2 separate regions of the Sus scrofa genome follow, and region 1 is linked to region 2. Evidence: chromatin contacts called from public Hi-C data. All regions are on one chromosome and are shown on one strand. The core of a region is the stretch at or near the end of the contact, and the rest is flanking DNA. Distances in the headings are between cores, read along the strand shown. Region 1 overlaps TENM4 (teneurin-4). Region 2 overlaps TENM4 (teneurin-4).

What was found. A called contact is a pair of places that touch in the nucleus more often than the background predicts.
Region 1: a contact with region 2 is called in a Hi-C map of skeletal muscle, with 4 times the contacts expected there. The contact joins two enhancer-like sites. A contact is called at or near these places in 2 of 47 Hi-C or Micro-C datasets (heart right ventricle and skeletal muscle).

What each region holds. Positions count from the first base shown.
Region 1 is chr9:13,622,365-13,627,181 of Sscrofa11.1, forward strand. The region is part of intron 2 of TENM4 (teneurin-4); the gene reads right to left. Among named protein-coding and RNA genes, the nearest start is that of MIR708, 160 kb to the right of the region's middle. Within about 2 kb of position 1,842, at least 22 of the 83 cell types and tissues checked have an H3K27ac peak or open chromatin away from gene starts, as enhancers often do. A contact at or near this core is called in skeletal muscle, where this site is marked.
Region 2 is chr9:13,474,358-13,479,061 of Sscrofa11.1, forward strand. All of the region lies in intron 3 of TENM4 (teneurin-4), which reads right to left. Among named protein-coding and RNA genes, the nearest start is that of MIR708, 300 kb to the right of the region's middle. Within about 2 kb of position 1,539, at least 10 of the 83 cell types and tissues checked have an H3K27ac peak or open chromatin away from gene starts, as enhancers often do. A contact at or near this core is called in skeletal muscle, where this site is marked.

The sequences.
Region 1 (4,817 bases), core at 592-3,091, 150 kb after region 2:
ACTCTGAGCCTCAACTTCTTCATCTTGAAACTTCCTGGGGTGGTTGGGGAAAAGGAGGAGAATGTGTGTGGCGACAACCTGGCACCGAAGGGCCCTCAGCAAGCATCAGTGCCCCTCTCCGCCCCGCTCCTCGCCCCTGCTATTCACTCTGATGGGTCCCCTTCTCTGTTGGATTCAAGTGCTCTCGACGCTCTGATGGTTCCTCCAGAGTCCAAGCTGCCTTCTCCCTCTTGGTATGGCTTGGGTCTGAGCCCTCGGCCCACCCTCAGCTCTATCTGAGCCGCACCGGGGACTCCTGAGAACAGCTCTTCCCACCTGCCATTGGGTCTGGGGGCTGCTGCTGCTGCTGGATGGAAATACACACAGAGAGAGGGAGCTTACACTTTCTTTGGGGGGGAGGGATTTTTCTTCTTTTTTAGGAGGAGGGATGTTATGAATTTGGGGATGAAACTGTTTCAAAAGCACAGATCTTTACAAAACAAAGCCAGAGCCTTCTTCCCCCACAGCCTCTCAAATTTCTTCCCCGACCCCCCCAAAGACAAATCCTGGGGCAGACCTCAGAGTTCCTCTAAAGAAAGATGTGATGCCGCCAACATTCAGTTTCTTATAACCTCAGCATGGAGGACAGCAAGTCCTGTGCGCGGTCCACGGAGACCCCAGCAGGGCCTGTGAGGAACATGAGGTCACAGCCCAGCAAGGGTTTCCTTATTGTTTGAGAAAAATAGCCTTGGGGATGGATTACTTTTTCTGGAGAGAAAAAGCCTCAGAGCTAGGAATCTCAAGTTCCAAAGGCTATGTGTGCCCAGATGTGCCGGGCACCAGGCCTGCATCTTCCTGCACTCGATGGGCCCCAGCGCTGCCCTTGATGAGCAAATGTCTTGGGGACTCAGTTTTCTCACCCATAAAATGGGGTCAGCAATGAGCCTGCCTCACAGGGCAGCTGTGAGAGAGCCCGGGCAGCTGAGGAGCTTGTAAAGCGCCATGTGGCACACTGTGCACGGGGGGTCCCCGGGGGGTTCCATGAACTCTGTTCATCGAGAACAGCCTGGATCTTTCTCTGAAAATGACCAGATTCAACAAAGACCATCTGGCTCAGGGCTGGGAGCCCGCCAGGAAGTGGACGCTAGCCCTGACGAATAAATTTCCACTACCCCCGGCTAGAACCGAAAAACAAATTTTCCAAGTGTTAACCTGCTCCTTCCATCCCTTCTCCCAGCGCTGCTTTGAAGACCAGTCTCCTTCCCACCCCCATTTCCTCACTACAGCAAGAAGAGATGCGTCGGAAATGGGACCTCAAGATGCAAGCCTGAAAACAATTTTAGGAGGAATGCGTGACGCAGTGAGTGGTGGAACTGCTTGGAGAAGCAGCGTGGTGTATTAGGTTTAGGCAGAGGGGGAGAGTCCCCTCAGATCCCAGATGAGTCCCAGGCTGGCTGTGTGATCTCGGCTCAGTTACTTAACATCTCTGAGTCTTTTCAGCAGCTTAGCTATAACATAGGCATAATGACAACTACATGGAAGGGTGTTTTGGAGGACCTCATGGGGGTGGGGGTGATGCAGGAAGCTCTTAATCCATATTCTTGGAATTGAGATGAACTGGATCAGGGCCCCCTATTCTCACCCCACCCCACCGCCCTCCCCCGCAACACCTCTGGGGAAAGCTCGGCTTTTCCAGCTCTCCCTGCCCCGCCTGCCCAGCACAACATTCTTTTCCAAGGGACTCAGTGGTGAGAGGAAGACGGAAAGCATTTGGCCAGAACGCCGACCTCATTAACTCCCTCGTCTCTCCATCTGTTATCTATCAGGAGCCCCTTGCAAGGAGGCAGGTGACCAATAAAAGCCTTCCCATTTCCCTTTGTCTCTGGGCCAGTGCGTGACAGTGCAAAGCCGTCTACAGCTGCGGGCCCCCCATCAGGGCTGGGCTCCGGTCTGCGAGTTGTAGCTAGAGCAGGGGCTTTTCTGGGCTCAGGAAAAGAAAGCCGACGTTCACAGCCAACTCGGAGGCAGCAGCCGGGCCCAGCTGGCCTCCTCTGTAGGTCAGCAAATGACACTGAAAACCAGCAAATGACACTGCAAACACGGTGGGGTAAGGAGGTCATTATTCACAGCACCGAGATCTCCGATTTAAATGAGTTCTTTACTCCTCTAGGGCATTGAAAACATTACTTGATTTATAAAAAGGAGGGCTGCACTCTAGTTTTTCAGGAACTTGCAGTTTGCAGAAAGTCAGTTACAGGGAGTCCATGTAGACGGTCAATGCTCAACCAACGTGAGCTCTTATTACAGGGAATGTGTTAAGCTTACTGCTGATAGGACACAGGCTTGGCTCTGAGCTTCCTAGCAGGCAATGGGAAACAACAAACAGGATCAATTTCATGATTCCCAGCGCCTACAAGTGTGAGAATAACACTAACCAGGCCAAATGCAACCAGGATTCCCAGCATCTACAAGTGTGAGAACAATACTAAGCAGGTCAATTGCAGTCAGAACTATATCCTACAGGTTCTCAAAGGACAGATACTGCATAGCGTGCAGACCAGGGTGTTCAGAACTAACCCTGCAGGGAAATGCAGGGGCCAGCATCCTCAAGATGCCTGTGGTCCTTACTTATTAGCATCTGACTGCAGAGAAGCCATTGCTACCCCTCTCTCTGAGATACCCTAGCAGAAGCTAAAAAAATGCCTGGAATGGCTGCTTTGCACCCCAAGCTACTAGCACCCAGCATCCCTCTCTTGGCCTTCGTGTTTTGTCAGTAAAGAAATTAGAGTATTATTAATCAACCAATCAGTCAAATAAGCCTCATTACCATTAAAGAAGAGAAAGTAAGCTTTATTTATGCAATTAGAAGGCATTTAAAAAACAAAGAGATTATTATTAATACTTGAGCCTGGCAATCTTCCCAGAGTGGTAAACCGGCAAGGGCTTTGTTCCTGAAGAGGCAACACAGCAGTTACAGATTCCTGCCTCCCCTGCTCCAAGCTCCTGATGCAGGACGCCTCCTGAATATTCAGGAAGGTTCCCAGGGCCCCTCCGCCTTCAGGGCTGTTTGGGGAAAACAGCAGTGGGTTGGACGTTTAGGAGACTGGTGTATTTTGTGACTCCGGCCAAAACAAACAGACTCTCTGGGCTGTGGTTTTCCAGCAGTAGCATGTTAGAAACTCAACTAAAATCACCAGTAGAGCTTTTAAGAAATGCTTGATCTCTATCCTCAAGGCAGAGGATGGGACCCTGAGGTTGGGACCCTGAGGGTCACTGCTCCAGGTGACTCGAGAATACATGCAAAGATGGTCAAACGCAACCAGATGGCTCTCTAGGTCCATCCCACCTTCGGTCTTAACAAAGCTTGGGATTTCTTAGAGATTTCTCATCCAGGCTTCGCGGACACAAGAGTCTGCAGTGAGCCCCACAGGTAACCTCACGGATGAAGTGGGCCAGGTATAGGAGAAGGATGCTAATCTGTCTTGAGACGAAGCACAACACCTGCTGGGTTATATTGTTTCTAAGACACAGCACGGGGAAATTCCAATGGCCAGACCCAAAGTGTGTGCCAGCCATAGACAGTCCATGGACAGACCCTGGTCCCCTGTAGGTGGCCAACTCACTGGCCTGTGAGACACGGAACTGGATGCTTGCTGGTGACACGTGGCATCCCTCGTTTAACTTCTTACCAGAAGCCCGAGAGGAAGAGTGGACATTAAATAAACACTGTGCATGAATGAACAGGTGAATGGAGGCGTGCCAATGGGAACGGGTGGGTCCTGGATATTCCTTAATTCTTCAGTCTCACACTGTATATGCACTAAAATAAAAAGTTTAGGCGACTAGGACTTCCCATTGTGGCTCTGTGGGTTAAGGACCCGCCATTTTCTCTCTGAGGTTGCAGGTTCGATCCCTGGCCTTGCTTGGTGGGTTAAGGATCCAGCGTGGCCATGAGCTGTGGTGTAGGTCACAGACGTGGCTCAGATCCCACGCTGCTGTGGCTGTGGTGTAGGCTGGCAGCTGAGGCTCCGATTCGACCCCTAGCCTGGAAACTTCCATGTGCCACAGATGCAGCCCTAAAAAAAAACAGATTTAGGAGTCTAGGCCTGCATTGTCTAATACAGTAGCCACTGGCCATGTGTGGCTATTAAGCCCTTGAAATATGGCTACTTCGAATTGATATGTGCTATAATACATACATTTCAAAATATAAGAATGAAAACGAAGAATTTAAATTTTTCATTGATAAATTTTGTATTCATTATGGTTGAAATGATAATCGTTTGAATACTTTATGTTAAAATATATGAAGTTAATTTTACCTGCTTAAAAGGTGATTATGAGAATACACTGAATATTTCTATTGGAAAGTGCTGCTCTGAGCCATTTTTTTTTTTCCACACATGTATCCATGTCCTCCTTGTGAGTGATTTTTTTCCCCCAATATTTTCCTCCCACCAATAAGCTTTATCCTCCTCTCTCCTCTCCTCTTCTAGTAGGATGATAATATGAGAGTTGGGGAAGGAGTGGGGATTTGGAAAGAAAACTAGTCCTTCTCTAGGGCTAGGAGCATAGACTACCCATTCCCATCTCCTACCCACTGGCCAAAGTATTGTCCTCGTAAATGACCAGAGCAAGTGTTTCGGCTCCCATCCCCAGAGATTTCCTCTATCTGGATACCCCTCCCATTTCCCACGCAGGGAACTCATACTCATACTTCAAGACCCAGGTTAAATACTGCCTTCTCTGTGAAGCCCTCCCTGATCTCCCAGTTGCAGTCAGGAGCACCCCTTCTTGGCTTTATTTTATTTTATTTTATTTTTTAATGGTTGCACACG
Region 2 (4,704 bases), core at 289-2,788:
GGGGAGGGGGAGGAGCAGAGGGTGAAGAGAGAGCACCAGGTCGCTCCTGGAAATGGGGTCCAGCTGCAGTCTGGAAGCTCTGCCCACAGCAGCAGCCCCGGAGCCAGCCTTCAGTCCTCACGGCAACCCTTCCAGGGAGCTAGAACTGTCCCCTCTTCATAGGAGGAAGTAGAAGCTCAGAGAGCTCAAGTGACATGCAGGAGGGAAGCAGCAGACCAGGATCAGAATCCGGGTCTGACAACAAACACCTGCTTGTCATACTCTGGGTCCTTGGGTAGAACCCTACACTCAGCAAGTCTGCCTTTTCTTTCTTTCTTTCTTTCTTTCTTTCTTTCTTTCTTTCTTTCTTTCTTTCTTTCTTTCTTTCTTTCTTTCTTTCCTTCTTTCTTTCTGGCTGCACCCACAGCATATGGAAGTTCCCAGGCCAAGGATGGAATCTGAGCCGCAGCTGCAACCTACATCACAGTGGCAGCAACACTGGATCCTTAACCCACTGTGCCGGGGTGGGGATTGAACCAGTGCTTTCAGCAGCGACCAGAACCGCTGCAGAGACAACACTGGATCCTTAACCCACTGTGCTGCAGCAGGGAGTCCAAGTCTTTCTTGACCAATAAAGATAAAAGTTAGCTTAATAGGAAAAACACATTCCTTCACTCTCTTCCAAACTCTTTCATATGCTCGAATGGGTGATGAGAAGCGGTTGTATTATCCAGCCCTGGGGAGTTTATATAATGAGATGAGCCCCCACCCCCGCCAGGGCTGATATCCAGGCTGCAAGCTGCCAGGAGAGCTGGGGACCTGGGGGCCTCTGGAGTTCTCTCCCCTCCTAAGACCCTTGGAATTACAAGCCTGGTCTTCCTGATGGGAGGGGCGGACTCCCCACCGCCCCCTGCAACTTGACCGTCCTAGGTATAGCAATCACAGTACTATTTGCCATTTAAGGACATTCACCTAGGAAGGAGCAAGACACCCAGTTATCACAATTGGTTTCAGGAATCTGGCAAAGTGAATATCTTTATCTGATTTGCAGGAGCTTAGAGGGTGTATTGCCCCACCACCAGTAGGTGGCAGAGCTGGGGCTCAACCTGGCTGTATTGTTTCTAACCCTGCTGTGTTCCCATGGCAGCATCTAGCCTCTAAGGATGGGCCAGCCCGGGTTAACCCAGAGAGGATGCACGCTGTGCCCTGTGACTACCATCTCTGCGTCTCCGCCAGATGGTAACTCACTTCAGGGCAACCAGTGCGGATTCTAGAGTCAGAGCTGGGCCTGGATCCCAGCACTGCTTTTTTACCAGCTGTGTGACTTTCCACATGTAACATGACCTCTCTGGGCTCCCGTTTCTACTCTGCCAAGGAGGGGATCCTGCCTGCCTATCTCAGGGACCCACTGTGATGAGGAGCACCCCCGGGAAGCCCCCAGCACCAGCCCAGCCGTGGGAAGAAGCCAAGAAATGTTCACTGTCACCACTGCCCTGCTTCGCCTGGCAGCCAGTGGGGGGTTGACGCCAAGTCCACGGCCAGTAAGGAAGGCCTGTGGGCTCAAGGAGGAGATGAATCGGGATCATGCGCTGCCAGAGCGTTGGGCTACACTGCTGGTGCTGCTGCTGGGGGGAGGTTTCCAGATGGAGCTCATCAACACGGCAGCCAGTGCAGCGGCTCAGGCCTGGGGGTCCCCTCCCCTCTCCGTGGGCCCCCCGGCCTACGAGGCCCACCCGAGCCAGGAGAGCGCCGAACCTCCCTTTCCCTGGCGTGCCTCAGACCTCCCCTGCGTCCTGATGTTCAGCAAAGCAGCTGCCTGGAAGGCACCCAGGGCTGTCATTCCTTGGGACGTGGGGGCCCCCTCCCCCAGGGCTGGGATGCCAGAAGGACAAACCCCGCCAAACATATGGATCCAGCCCCGGAAAGCCAGCAGCTGGGCCACTGGCTGACTCCTCCCCTGGTCCTTGGAATACTCTGGCAATGAGAAGACACAATCTCAGCAACTTATACAACATTTCCCAGGATATCCCAGTCTCTAAGGGGACCATGTGTTCCTTTCTCACACATTTAAATCACTTTTCTTGGAAGACCAGTTCTAAGACGCACACACATGCATACACTTTTAATCTGTTCCTTTACACATTTAAATACAATTTCAGTGGCAAGTCTAATCACGCCAATAATGAACGTTTGTTTAGTTCGTGCTAAGGACAAAGGAACTCGTTAGCTCATAGAGTTGCCATGACAACTCTGGGCATCCCCATTTTACAGATCTGGAAACTGAGGTGGGCTGCCTTGCAAAGTCAACGGCGTGGATCCAGAGAGCCTGGAGCCCAGGAGCCCCACCTCTTCTGCAGTCTGCCTTCTCCAAGCAGGCCGAAGGAGTTAAATGGCTGGTGAGATCTGCATTCCTCCTTGTGGGGGGATGTTTTCAATGTCATCTTTTCCTTGGGCATGTAAGGCTGACAATGAGAGGGCCTCTCACCTGGAGTCTATGACCCTGGAGGCTCAGGAAGAACCCCAGGCTGCACTTTCAACCACCAACCACAAGCTGACTTTCCCGAGCAGCTCGGCCCCTGCCAGGCACCCTCGCCTCTGCATCCAATGCCCAGGAACCAAGCCTCAAAGTTCAGCTGGCTTCCTCCAGAACAGACACTCGGAAACTGAAATTTCCCACATTTTCACCACAAAAAGCCAGGTGGTGTTTCTGTCCGCTTCAAAACATGCCAAAGGAATTTCTTCTTCCTCCTGAACTTTCTCCAAAAATAAATAGAGAAAGTGAACACCATTTTGCCCTGTAAGCTGAGAATAGAAAAATCAACACGCGGGTGGCATTTCCAAGACATTACACAATAGCGAGCGTGCGGATCTGTCTCAACAGCGTTTGGCAACTTCGGGGATATAGTGGGTGATATTTCTCACCCAAAAAAACTCCTCGTGGCGCTTCCACTCACAGGTTTCTTTTCCTTTAAAACAAGATCTAAAACAGGTAAGAGCCCCAAATGAATGAACACCGCCTGGATTGCAATTCTGAGTTAAAAGACCAACCATAAGCAAATCAAGCCTAAAATTATAATTAGAGACAATTTAGTAACGCCAAGAAGACGGTGGCCCAGGGTAAACTAAAGTGGAAGCAAAAAGGCTGCGTCCAGAGAGAAGAGAGATGTCTATCCCGTAACTGGTGGAGGCTGCAAAGAACCAAGCATAATTGTCAAGGGGCAGGGATTGTTCTCAACTCACAGAATCAGCTGTCCTCAGGATCGCCTGCTGTCCTGATCCGAGCTGCCCAGTCCCCTGCATCCGCATCTTCAAAAGCATCCACGTGGGCTCCTGGGTCTCCCCTGCTCCAGCTCCTAGCCCCTCGAGAATTCTCTTTTACAAACACTGCTGGATCATATCACTCTCTGCACTGCTTATCTCTCTGGACTTCCCTTCTCCTCAAAGCCAAACCGCTGGTGCTGCCCCCAGGACCCTTCTCCCCGCCCCTTGCTCCAGGCAGCCTCTGCTCATCACTTGAATATGCTTCAAGTGAGGCACCTGGTCCTGTGTGTCCTCCCCTCAGCACAGCCAGGGAGCCTCCAGGTAGGAAGCGGGGGGTGGGGGGGGGCCCTTGGCGACTCCCAGCTGCTCTCTTGGGAGCTCTCGCCCTAGAGGTGAGCTGGCGGAAAGGCATCTCAAACTTGTCCCTTCCCCTCCAGGAATGAGGGGCTCGCTCACTCCCACAAGAAAGAGGAGCAGAAAGAGGGGGAGGCTTGCAAACTGAAGCCTGCATTCATACCCCACTTCTCTGAGTTCCAGCTGTGCCACGCTGGGCAGGTGACAGGTCTCCCCTGGGGCTCAGATCCTCCATCTGAAAAAGCAGCTCACAAATAACAAATGCTGGAGGGGTTGTGGAGGAAAGGGAACCCTCCGGCACTGTTGGTGGGAATGTGAGCTGGTACAACCACTGTGGAGAACAGTATGGAGGTATCTTAGAAAACTATACATAGAACTCCCATGAACCAAGCAGTCCCACTCTTGGGCATATATCTGGACAAAGCTTTCCTTTAAAAAGACACATGCACCTGCATGTTCATTGCAGCATTATTCACAATAGCCAAGACATGGAAACAGCCCAGATGTCCATCGACAGATGATTGGATTAGGAAGATGTGGTATATATACACAATGAAATACTATTCAGCCATCAAAAAGAACAAAATAATGCCATTTGCAGCAACATGGATGGAACTAGAAACTCATACTGAGTGAAGTAAGTCAGAAAGAGAAAGACAAATACCACATGATATCACTCATATCTGATATCTAAGATACAGCACAAATGAAACTTTCCACAGAAAAGAAAATCATGGATTTGGAGAATAGACTTGTGGTTGCCTAGAGGGAGGGGTACGGAGTGGGAGGGATTGGGAGTGTGGGGTTAACAGAGGCAAACTATTGCTCTTTGAGTGGATTAGCAATGAGATCCTGCTGTTAAGAACTATGTCTAGTCACTTATGATGGAGCATGATAATGAAAGAAGAAAGAATGTAAGCACGTATGTGTAACTGGGTCACTATGCTGTACTGTAGGACAAAAAATTGTATTGGGGAAATAACAATAAAAGAAAAAGCAGCTACCAAGTCCTGCTTATAGCCATTGAAAACATCACGAACACCCTCCTTATCATCTTAGGTCAATTTCAGCGTGAAAAGAAAGTGGTAGTATAGCTAGAAAGATCTAGTT